Linked DNA regions of Triticum aestivum: region 1 is linked to region 2. A link is a contact called in public Hi-C data. All regions are on one chromosome and are shown on one strand. Each heading gives the region's core, a stretch centred on a gene start, on an enhancer-like site or on the middle of the called end of the contact. The rest is flanking DNA. Distances are from core to core; before and after follow the strand shown.

Region 1 (5,630 bases), core at 2,234-4,733, 400 kb before region 2:
CACCACCACCACCACACAGCCGCCCACGACCAAGAAGCCACCTCGCCGCCCGGCCAGATCCTCACCGGCACGCTCGCTGGACGCCGGCAGGACATCAACTGGTCCGTGCGCGTCGCGACTCCCTTCACCGGCCTTCTCCTTCGCCGAAGTCCGCAAGTTGTTCGACAGTTTGCCAAGGTACAAAATGGACTCCGCCGACGAGTTTTTTTTCACAATTTCCTTTGCAACTCCGACGATTCGTCCTCCGATGACAAGGAAGAGATATTGGCTGCCGTGTTGGTCCATCACCACCTCAACAGTCAGCGGCCATTGTTCTGTGGCTCCATTCCAGCCCACCGTCCGGCGTTGAATCGCAACCGAGAGAGCGTGCATTTCCTTCTTTGGAAGGACTACTTTGATACAACAAACCCGTTATTCAAACATCAGAAATTCCGCCGCTGTTTCCGTATGAGTAGGCATGTTTTCAACCGTATTAGAGAGGGGGTGGTCGGCTATGATGATTATTTTGAGTGCAAAGAGAATGCCATTGGCAAGATTAGTTTTTCCTCTTATCAGAAATGCACTGCCGCCATCCGAATGCTTGCATACGGAGTGCCCGATGATCTCATTGACGAGTACGTTCGTATGAGCGAGTCTACTTGCCTAGAGCCCCTGTATAAGTTCTGCAAGGCTGTTATTGCTGTATTTGGCCCTGAGTATTTGAGAGAGCTGACTGCTGAAGATACAACCCATTTGTTGGCGATGAATGCTAGCAGGGGCTTCCCGGGGATACTTGGTAGTATAGACTGCATGCATTGGGAGTCGAAGAACTGCCCTTCTGCTTGGTAAGGGTGGTACAAGGGCCATGTCAGGGCTTGCACTATCATACTTGAGGTCGTGGCGTCCCAAGATCTCTGGATCTGGCACTCTTTTTTTGGCATGGCCGGATCACACAATGATATCAACGTGCTTCAGCGCTCGCCGGTGTTTGCTAGGCTTGCCGAAGGCAACAGCCCACCGGTGAACTTTACTATCAACGGTCACACCTACGACAAAGGATACTATCTAGGTGGCGGTATCTATCCTCAGTGGACCACTATTGTGAAGACAATACCCAACCCTGTCGGAGAGAAGAGGAAAAGATTTGCCGAAGAGCAAGAGAGTGCTAGAAAGGATGTCGATCGTGCCTTTGGTGTTTTGCAATCTCGATGGGGCATCGTTCGGTATCCTGCTAATACCTGGAGCACACAAAAACTGTAGGAGGTGATGACTACTTGTGTGATCATGCATAATATGATCGTAGAAGATGAGCGCCCAGAACGTCTGTATGATCAAGGGTTTCAGTTTCAGGGTGAAAATATTGTGCCTGAGCATGGAGTATCGACAACGTTTGAACAGTTCACCCAATTTCATGAAAACATGCATGATTGGGAAACTCACATGCAACTGCAAAATGATTTGATTGAGAATATGTGGGCTCATGTTGGCAACCAATAGATGTATCTTTTTTTATTCGTTTGCAAAATTATGCGAGACCTTTTTATTTTCATTTGGCTTGTAATAAATTATGCAATTTTATTCGGTTCAAAACAATTTTATTTTGATTCAAACTATGCAATATACAAAAAAAAATAGAGGGCAGGCAGCCACACCGGCACATATGGGTCAGCGTGTTGGGCACCCTGCTGACCCATATCTAAAAGAGGGCGGACGCCGGACGGATGGCCGACCCAAACGAATAAAAAGCGGACGAAATCATCATCCGTTTGGGTCGGCTCGTTGGAGTTACTCTTATTAGATAACAAACTTTGCCCGCACTCTCATCCACCGGAAATCAGAACTAAGATTTCAGATCTTGGGTGTCCCTTTTATCAAAAACGGATCCTTTTTCATACTATATTTTAAACTATGCAGCTCCATTTTCTGGTAGATATGGTGCGAGTAAATGTTTCACCCGAGTATGCCTAGTACTTGGTGTATAGAACATTTTTTTTGCACGAGATGATCATTTTTTTCCCGTGAAACAGGAATAGAAATAAAGTGATGTACTAAACGCCGTAAGTTAGTGGTACAATCTGAGATGAGGTTAAATCGTAGTTTTCTTTAAAGGAGGATGACCCAGCCTCTGCATCTGGAGGACGCATGCAACCATTTTATTAATTATTCATAAAGACCTTATAAAGTATTTCACTAGTAAGTCTGAAGCCACCATCTTGACAACATCTGTCTTCTCCTATCCACTTGATGAACGGGGGCCGAATGTCCGACCCGAATACCAAAATGACCTCGCACCTAAGCCTAACATCTAAAGTCGAAGGTCCCTTGCCGTGTCTGGGGCACACACCAATCTGGCGCACTCTCGGTGGGCACGCATGCAGCCGCTGTAGAGGCCGTCGCCACCATCTTCCCCCGATCCATCTTCGGAGCAGGTACTGACACATCCACCTTGCCAGGCCTGCCGTCGACGCCACCACAATGCCAGACAGTGCCCCCGCCCTGCACGAGCCCATCATCTCACGTCCGTCACCGAGACCCCGCTGCGCCACGCCGTCGGGACTCATTGTCGTCGACGCATTAGATGTACACCACTCCGTTTCTCGCGTCCTCCGTCCAGTAGCTGCTCCAAAACAATGCCATCATGAGGGAGAGCAACACCGAGAGCACGGCCATCGTCCGATCCGGATACCCGAATCTGGGGTTTCCCCCGGAACAATGAGTGAGTAGAAGGTGGCTGCAATGGCAATGCCTTCAACAAGGTAACGACGCGTAGACGCCGCCATCGCCTGCCATGACTGTAGTCGGAGCTCAGTTTTCACTGGCAGTCGCGCCTCCCCAACTCACCGCCTAGACTAGCTGTGGGATCTAGGGATCCGCCACAACCAGCCATCCGACCACCTCCGGCGTAGGAGGAGGCCACCACCGCCATCCTCGGGGCCGGAGACCCCGGCTTCCTCGAGCTGCGGGACTAGCCCAGGAACCTGCAAGCTGACATTGGAGATGTTGAGATCCAGCCGATACAACAACCTGGTTGGCTGCCCGTCTCAACCATCTGGGCCTAGATCAGGTGCGTCCATCGCCGCCTCCACACGCCGCCCTTGACCGTCCGTCATCTCAGGTTGCAGATCCTGGCCGCCGCCTCCCCGCGACATTGCCGTTGAATGGCCAGTAGGGAACGCTGCCGCCTCCCCGCGACACTGTCGTTGAATGGCTAGTGCAGAACGCCGCCACCTCGATTTGATCTATGGCCGAGGATATCCGCTGCCACGTCACACGGGCTTTGCCCGGCGACGCCCCCGGCAGCGGTGGCCGGAGGAAGGAGGTTGGTGCGGAGGAGGCCTCGAGCCGGCCGGCAGGGGCTGCCCTTGTGCGACCCGGCGCGGCCGCACAGGAGCAATCGCAGTAATCTAGAATCTAGTAGTACAAAGGCATCGTGAGTTATTTTAACTCAGAGAGGAAAAAAAAACACCAACTCTGTGATGACACAGGTATAAGTGCAGGGCAGCTAGCTGGTGCTACTAGTAGAGCACACACACGCACGACACACCGCTCCTGCCATTACAAACCACCCACCATTTTCGTACACCACGCGGGATCAGGGCACCCAGTCCAGCCTTCCGCGGCTCCACGGAACCAAGAAGCCCGAGAGCAGCCATGGCCGGCGCGTCCGCCACCAGCACCCGCAAGGGCGGCATCAAGGCCTACTGGAAGCACCGCGGGTACGACCGCCTGGACGCGGCCGCCGCGCAGCGCCGCCCGGCCCTCGCCACGGCCGAGCTCGGCGCCGGAGGCAAGGCACCGGCGACCGCGGGCCGTCGGCGCGGGTGGCGCGTGCGGCGCCGCGGCCTCGGGCGGCGCCTCCTGCGCGCGCTCTCGCCGCGGCGGCTGCTGACGCGGCTCCGGGATGCGTACGTCAACGCGATGCTCCGGCTCGCGTCCTCCGCCGCCGTGGGCTACGGCTCCGCCCCGTTCTGTGCCGCCAGCGAGCCCTTCGCGCGGCCGCGGCCGCTCAAGGAGTACGACGAGAAGGTGCTGGTGGAGATGTACCGGTCCATCCTGGCCCGCGGCGGCGTCATCCCTCTCTCCGGCGACGCCTCGCTGGTGGTGGGCCCCGCCCCGATGGCGATGCCGGCCGCGGCCACGGTGGCCTGACCGCCCACACCGGTCGACTGGCGCGGCGCGGACGCAAGCTTGTCACGCCATTTGCCCCTTCGTTTCGCCGCGCAGAACTCGTGAACTGCACTGGTGCCATCTAGCGTGTATGTTGGGATTTCTGTGGTACTACGTCTTGCTGCAATTTGCAAAATGATCTACCTACAGTATTGGTATTGCAGTATTGCTCAAGTGATCTTCCGTTTCTTCTTCCTCTTACGCATTTTAATCCGTAAAACTGGTGCGGAAGCCTCGGAAGCTGGCTGTGCTGTCGGCGATTGTTTACTGGAGTTCGCAGGATTTTGCGGGAATAAGTTTCAAGTTTGGTTCCGTAGAAACATGGCGTTTCAAGCCGTGGCATTTTACGGTTGGTCGCATATAATTAAGCGTGGATGGTAACAGAATTAATGTGCAAGAATCAGGAAAAGCGGAGAATGCGCAACCTTTTAGCTTTATAGAATATTGTTGCGGTTGACGGTGCTAGCCATACAGACTGGCAGGGCTGCTAGTATTTAAAGTTCAGTAGCGCCACAACAACCTACGTGGGTGAGATGGGATGAGCCGGCGCTTAGCCGCCCGCTCACGCTCTTCTCGACTTGGTTAAGAATAATTGTTCGTGTCCTTATGTGCATGGCTGAAGGTTTCTGTTGTGATTATCGAGCTGGAGATTATGAGAACACCATCTGTAAGATTTTCAGTCCATAGTCATGCTGTACCGCCTTCAGGGAGATAGTGTACCGCCTTCAGTTGGATTTTAGAGCATATTTAGCCGCGCCCACAACACGGCCCTCCAAGGCGATTTTTTCGCGCCGGTGACAAAAAACGGCCCAGTCGCGTTTTCGGGAGCCCGTTTTTCGTTGGTTTTGGACCGAAATTAGCGCCGGCGGACCCGGCGCGCTGGGGCGCCCGGAGGCGCCGGGGCGAGCGATTTTGACGCGAAAGAGCCACGGGCCCGCCGAGTCAGCGATGCACATCTCGTCGTCCTCGGAACGCCTCGGTTTCCCGTGTGGAATCAATGGCAAGGTTGCCGCCGTTCGGCCTTGGCATTGATTCCTTATCACGTGCGGCGCGGCGACGCCTCCCCTTTCACCACGCGTACACACGGCGCGGGGCTATAAAACCAGTGCCTCCCCCTCGCCTCTGGCCACAACAGCCCACAGCCGCCCGCCGCCGAGCTCTGCCTCTCTCCCCGTGCAGCCGCCCGCCGACATTTCTTCCCTTCCCTCTCTCCCAAGCCCATCCGATGGTCACGCGATTCCCCGGCGACGCAGCGGCGGCTAACGGCTTCGGCCGCCGCTCGCTCCACGAGTGGGAGGACTACCTCTTGTTCGAGGCGAACATCCCGGCGCCACCGGACATGCGCGTCGGGCCGACGGGGTGGATGCTCAGCAACGGGGGCGTCCTCATTCCCCCGGTGCCCGACGTCGAAGCACGCCCCGCCATGTTCGCGGCCGAGGTCGACCGCGTGCGGGCGTCCCTGACGGAGGAGCAGCGCGCCCTCC
Region 2 (5,702 bases), core at 1,128-3,627:
TAGATGCTAGGATCTAAACTCGGCCAACACCCATTACACCCAAACCACTCTACTCTCTAAATCTACTCTCTCACAAAATGTGTTAAACCACCAACACCTACACCGGCTTGTCTCCATTGTTGTACTTCTCTGACTATGTCGTCAACCAATTCTCTTGGGGTTCGTTGTTGCTGTAACCTATTGAACACACACGCGTTCCATTGCTTCCACAACTCCCATCCGACCAAGATGACAAAAGTGTTGTAGCCTCTCTTTAGACCCTTAGGCATCCCCATCCTAGTCTCGATCCACCAATCGAGGAAGGTATCGTCCACCACCGGAGGCTGAATATTTAGGGTTAGGTCTTGAAAGCAGGTGTGCCACACCTGTCGAGCATAACCACATTTTACCAAGATGTGTTCGGCATTGTCTTCATCCTGCACGCATGTGTAGCAGGCGAACGGTTGATCTTGTAATCCATGCTTTGCCCTTTGGTCAGAAGTCCAGATACGGTGCTGCACAGCCAGCCAGATGAAGATCTTGCACTTCAAAAGTGCCCAACTTTTCCAGATGCAGGAGGCATACGGAGCCCATTCATCACCGAGGCATAGTCTTTGGTAGGTTGATTTGGCCGAGTATAAACCTAAAGGATCGGCAGGCCAAGAGAAGCAGTCCGAATTGCTCGGATCCCTTTGCACCGTATTAATGGCTAGATTCAGGTGCACCAGCTGTAAATGGCCAACCAAATTCAGCTCCCCATTGATATCATGCAGCCACCGACCATTCTCCAGCCCTTCACTGACCGTACGTTTATTCCTTGTGCGAGTGTCAACCAAAGCGTGAATCATGGGTGCAATATCATTCACCGCAAAGCCATGAATCCACCGGTCCCGCTAGAAGAGAACCTTAGTGCCCTCGCCCACCTCAATCTTGACCATGCTGTCAAAAACAGCTCGAGCATCCTCATCCTCTATCATGCGCAGGCCCCGCCAAGGTCTCTCTGAGTCTGTGCATTTCAACCATTCCCATCGGACCCTAAGTGCGAGCCCCTTCAACTTAAGGTTCTTGATGTCGAACCCTCCGAAGCACGTGGGCTTGCAGACCGCATTCCACGCTACCATGCAATTGCCACCCGAGACCTGATCCTTCCCCGCCCAGAAGAATGCTCTCATCCATTTTGTCAAGCTCCTCGAACACCCATGCCGGTGCGTCAGTGATCATGAAATGGTGGATAGGTTTCGCCGCGACCACCGACTTGACCAGCACAAGGCGCCCGGATCTTTGTAGCAGGCCACGTTGCCAACCAGGAGCACACTTCTTTGCTCTATCCAACATGGGCTGCCAGTCCGTCTTCTTTAGTTGATGTATGGCGAGTTGCAATCCAAGGTATTTGCAGGGAAACTTCCCCAACTCGCACTCCAGAAGGTTGGATACCCTGATCCTATCTTCCTCTTCACCGTGAATGAGAATAGCAGATGACTTTCCATAGTTAACCCTTAGCCCAGACGCATCTCCGAAAGCTTTAAGCGCCATGGTCACGAACCTGAGATCTACCTCGTTTGGCCTGACAAACAGAGCCACGTCATCGGCGTATATCGACACACTTTGATTAGGCCTGATGCCGGTAAATGGCTTCAGAACACCTTCCTCTGCGCCCTTAACCATGATGCAGGAGAGCGCATCCATCGCAATGATGAACAAAAGAGGGGACACCGGGTCGCCTTGTCTCAAACCTTGGGTGAGCCAGAAACTCCTGCCAGGTACGCCATTGACGAGTACTTTAGTAGAGGCCGTGCGCAGTAGGATGGCGATCCATGCTAACCATCTCTGTCCAAAACCTTTGCGCCTCATAACTTCAAACAGGAAGGGCCAAGATATAAAATCAAACGCCCTCGACATGTCTAACTTCAGGAACACCCCCGCTTCTTTACGTGCATGGATCTTTCTGGCCACTTGCCTCACAAGGAGGAAGTTGTCATGCAAGTGCCTGCCACATATAAACGCTGACTGATTGGCCATGACAATTTCCTTCATTCTTCTCCTTGCACGGTTAGCCAACATCTTGGCGAAAAGTTTAGCAGCGCTGTGGGTAAGGCTGATAGGACGAAAATCCCCAACCAACTCCACATCGGATTTCTTAGGGATGAGCAGAGGAAATACTTCTTCTCAAGTACTACTACCTAGAAATTCCGATTTCCCACTCTTCTAACCCTTTAATTAAGAAATGAAGGCCCCCCTGCTACGCTGCAACCATTTCGCAGCACCAACCATCAGTCACGTGACAGAATCTCACCAAAAATACCACCGCTGACAGCGACGCCCCACCGTGCAGTTACCAGTGGCTCACCGTAGACCAGGTGCAGGCACCCACCAACTACCACCCTCCCCCCACCTTTCCGTCCCATAATTCATTCCAATCACTCACACGCACCGACCCACACCGGAGCAAACGGCCAACAAACACCGCACGCTCGCGCGCACACCGAAGCAGTGGAAAGAGAGGAGCGGACAGAAAAGCCTGGAAAGCCAAAAAAGAATTCACCAGCACAAAGGGGAAAGGAGAGAGAGAGAGGCGAGGCTAGGGTTTCGTCCAATTCCGCCATGGATTCCGGCGACGCGTGGGGCCGCTCCTCCTCCACCTCCTCCTCCGCCGCCGCCGCGAGGCGCCTGCAGTCCCGCTACGGTACGATCGATCGGTCGGCCCGATTTCGCCCTCGGTGTTGGCCTCGTTGGTTTTTGATTCGACGTTGGGGCTGATGCGTGATTCGCTGTGGTCGTACGTCAGATCTGTACATGGGGTTCGACGACGCGGACGCCGGCGGGGACGAGGTGGAGGCGCGCGGGGCGGAGGCATACAACTGCCCCTTTTGCGGCGAGGACTTCGACTTCGTCGGGCTCTGCTGCCACATCGACGACGAGCACGCCGTCGAGGCCAAGAGCGGGGTATGTCGCCTCGCCCTTTCTGATGATTCGCGTTCTTGTGACTCGCTCGGCCGGGTCCCGTTTGAGCCTTTGAAATAATTTTTGCCGAAATGGGACATTTTACGCCAAGTGTCGTTAGGATGCGCCACGCTTCAGGACGGAAATGTTGATAATGGTGCAACTAAGGGACCTGTACGTTTTAGTGGTTCGGAAAATCCATTGTTCTTGTAATTTTGATATGGAATAGGTTTATTGCTCTGTAGATTGCTGAAAAGATGAGACTCTTGAATGTTCTGCTGGAGAATTCTTGTTTGTCTGTGGTAGTTCAGGTTGGAAATGTAGAAAACAAGTTACCTTTTGGGTGGCTGCGTTGGAACATTTTAGGAACCAACTCCTTTGACAGAGCTTTTTTATGGTGTTGCTGGTTGGAATTGCGGGATTTGGTTGGCCTCTGTCGTTCCTACAGGAGTCTTTATGAATCTAGTGATTATGATTCTTGGGAATTTTTTCTTTGGCCAGTTTGGTTATGGAATGTAGTTCCCTTGGGTTGTAGGAGTATTAGGTATTGTTGGTTCTGGAGTGAACGACTGGTGCAACTAGATGAAAGTCTGAAACAATTTTGTGTTATAGCTGGCCAATAAGATTGGCTGTACACAGTGGCAAATTGAGCATGAAAGTGGAGGATATGCTCAAAGCTTAATACACTAATCTGAATAAAGGAAATAAATATCAAATGTAGGCTTGTTGAATTTAAATTTTAGATTGTGCATCAAATAATCATGACATCAGTGAAATTCTCCACTTCTCCTAACATTCGTAATGAAAGTGTGAAGCGGTAACTTCTGAACAACAACCATCAACTTTGGTAAAATTCTTAGCATATAGCCCACTTGGTCTAAAATATAAGGCGCACCGGTTCGTTGAGATATATCTTTGACTAAACAGTTAAAAAATGTGGACTATCTTATACGAAATCGGTATTATTCAAAAGTTCATTCCAACACGAATCCAACAAGGTCATTTTTAAATCACACAATCCACATATTGTTGACCAATTAAATTCTTGATCAAAGATAATCTTGAGAAACATGTGCTATGTTTTACCTCCGTTCCAAATTAGTTGTCTTAGATTTGTCTACATACGGATGTATCTACGGAGGGAGTATACTTGTTAGTATTGAATTTGGAAAGAAAAGAAGTTGCTTGAATCAAGAAAATCTCGTATAGCTACAGACCACTGCTCGCCTCCCCTGCTACACGGTCTCTGGTTGCCAACGTGTTGGGCGACACGAGACGACGAGAGAGGGTTCAACACAGGCTAGCTGTTGGGCGGGCCATAGGCACTAAGGCCCAAGCACCGCTTGCTTTGTCCAGAACCGTGTAGGCACTGTCACACGTATTAACATAATCTCTTTTGTGGTTATCTTCCATGATTGCTAATGCATATATGCCTTTTTCCTGGCAAAATCAGAGGCTAGGCTGTCGAAGCCCACCTGATAGATTCGCTACTGGCTGTACAAGTTTCTTTTTAGAATTTCTCTTTACAAAGTTCTAGTTTCCAGTTCTTAGTCTCAGGCCCTCTTAGGTGACATGTGTTATTCTGCTCTTCAGTTTGAGTCCCAAGTCCCAACTTTTAATTGTTTTTCTTGTTAAGAACTCAAGTTCTAAGCTCTCTGAATTGTAGAAGGTCATCCTTCTCCTTCAAAGTAGGGCGTGCATTATTAATTCGTTATGTTGTTTGAGATACAGTTGCTAGGCTAGGCCATGTTCGTTCCTTTGGTAGTTAAGAGTTTGGATCTATGGTTGTTGCACATTTCATCGAGTAGAAGTGGTGTCACACTGATTAATTTGTGTGTGGTGCGGAGTAGAGTTATCTATAGAATGAAAAGAGTGGTACCGAACTCTATATGGTTCGCGATTGCTACCTGGCTTCCTACATTAGGAGGACTCATGTTTACTGTTTAAGGACACTAGAGAGTTCAGTTTCTTCTTTTATTATTACACTTAGAATATAAATTGATGTGTGTGTTGCTGGGTTACCTTGAGTTTATTTGGACTGTAAGCCTAGAGAGAGTTAACTAAAACATACTTCCTCCGTTCCTAAATATAAGTCTTTTTAGAGATTCCAATATGGACTACATACGGATGTATATAGACATATTTTGGAGTGTAGATTCATCCGTTTTTGCTCCGTATGTAGTTCATATTGGAATCTCTTAAAAGACTTATATTTAGGAATGGAGGGAGTAGTTAATTTTTACCTGTATTGGACATAATTGGCAGTTTTGTTCTTTTTTTCTGGTAGGACTTCATTGTAACACTGTGCTTACCTTGCGTCCTTGATTGTGTGAGCATAACTGTTTGATGAATTCAAATAATAAGCACTCATGGAATTTGATGAACTAACCTTTCAGGTATGCCCCATCTGTGCTACAAGGGTTGGGACGGACTTAATAGGCCACTTGACAATGCAGCATGGAAGTTACTTCAAGATATCCTTTTTTTTTATTCACTGTACTGCTGCCAATGAGTGATAGTGACTTTACCATATTACAGTGTGTCCTCTTCAGAATACATGGTTTCTGTTGGAAGACAATTTATTCATTGTTTTCCTTAATGAAAAATACATGCAGCGCAGGCGCAGAGTCCGAAAAGTATCTTCTGGGTCCCATTCTTTGCTGTCTTTGTTGAGAAAGGATTTAAGAGACGGCAGTTTGCAGTCCTTTCTTGGTGGATCATCCTATGTATCTAATCCTCCCGCTGCCGCCCCTGATCCATTTTTGCAATCTTTAATTTGTAGT

The links. A called contact is a pair of places that touch in the nucleus more often than the background predicts.
Region 1: a Hi-C map of leaf shows a contact between it and region 2, with 3 times the contacts expected there. The contact joins the promoter of LOC123129396 here to the promoter of LOC123129376 in region 2. A contact is called at or near these places in 2 of 5 Hi-C or Micro-C datasets (both in leaf).

The regions. Positions count from the first base shown.
Region 1 is chr1B:435,079,684-435,085,313 of IWGSC CS RefSeq v2.1, reverse strand. It overlaps LOC123129396, which reads left to right and starts at 3,483. Exons shown (of 1, transcript XM_044549582.1): 1 at 3,483-4,309. The coding sequence starts at 3,631. The coding sequence ends at 4,128.
Region 2 is chr1B:434,680,049-434,685,750 of IWGSC CS RefSeq v2.1, reverse strand. It overlaps LOC123129376 (protein DEHYDRATION-INDUCED 19 homolog 2), which reads left to right and starts at 2,377. Exons shown (of 5, transcript XM_044549568.1): 1 at 2,377-2,662; 2 at 2,765-2,922; 3 at 5,316-5,393; 4 at 5,529-5,702. The coding sequence starts at 2,581.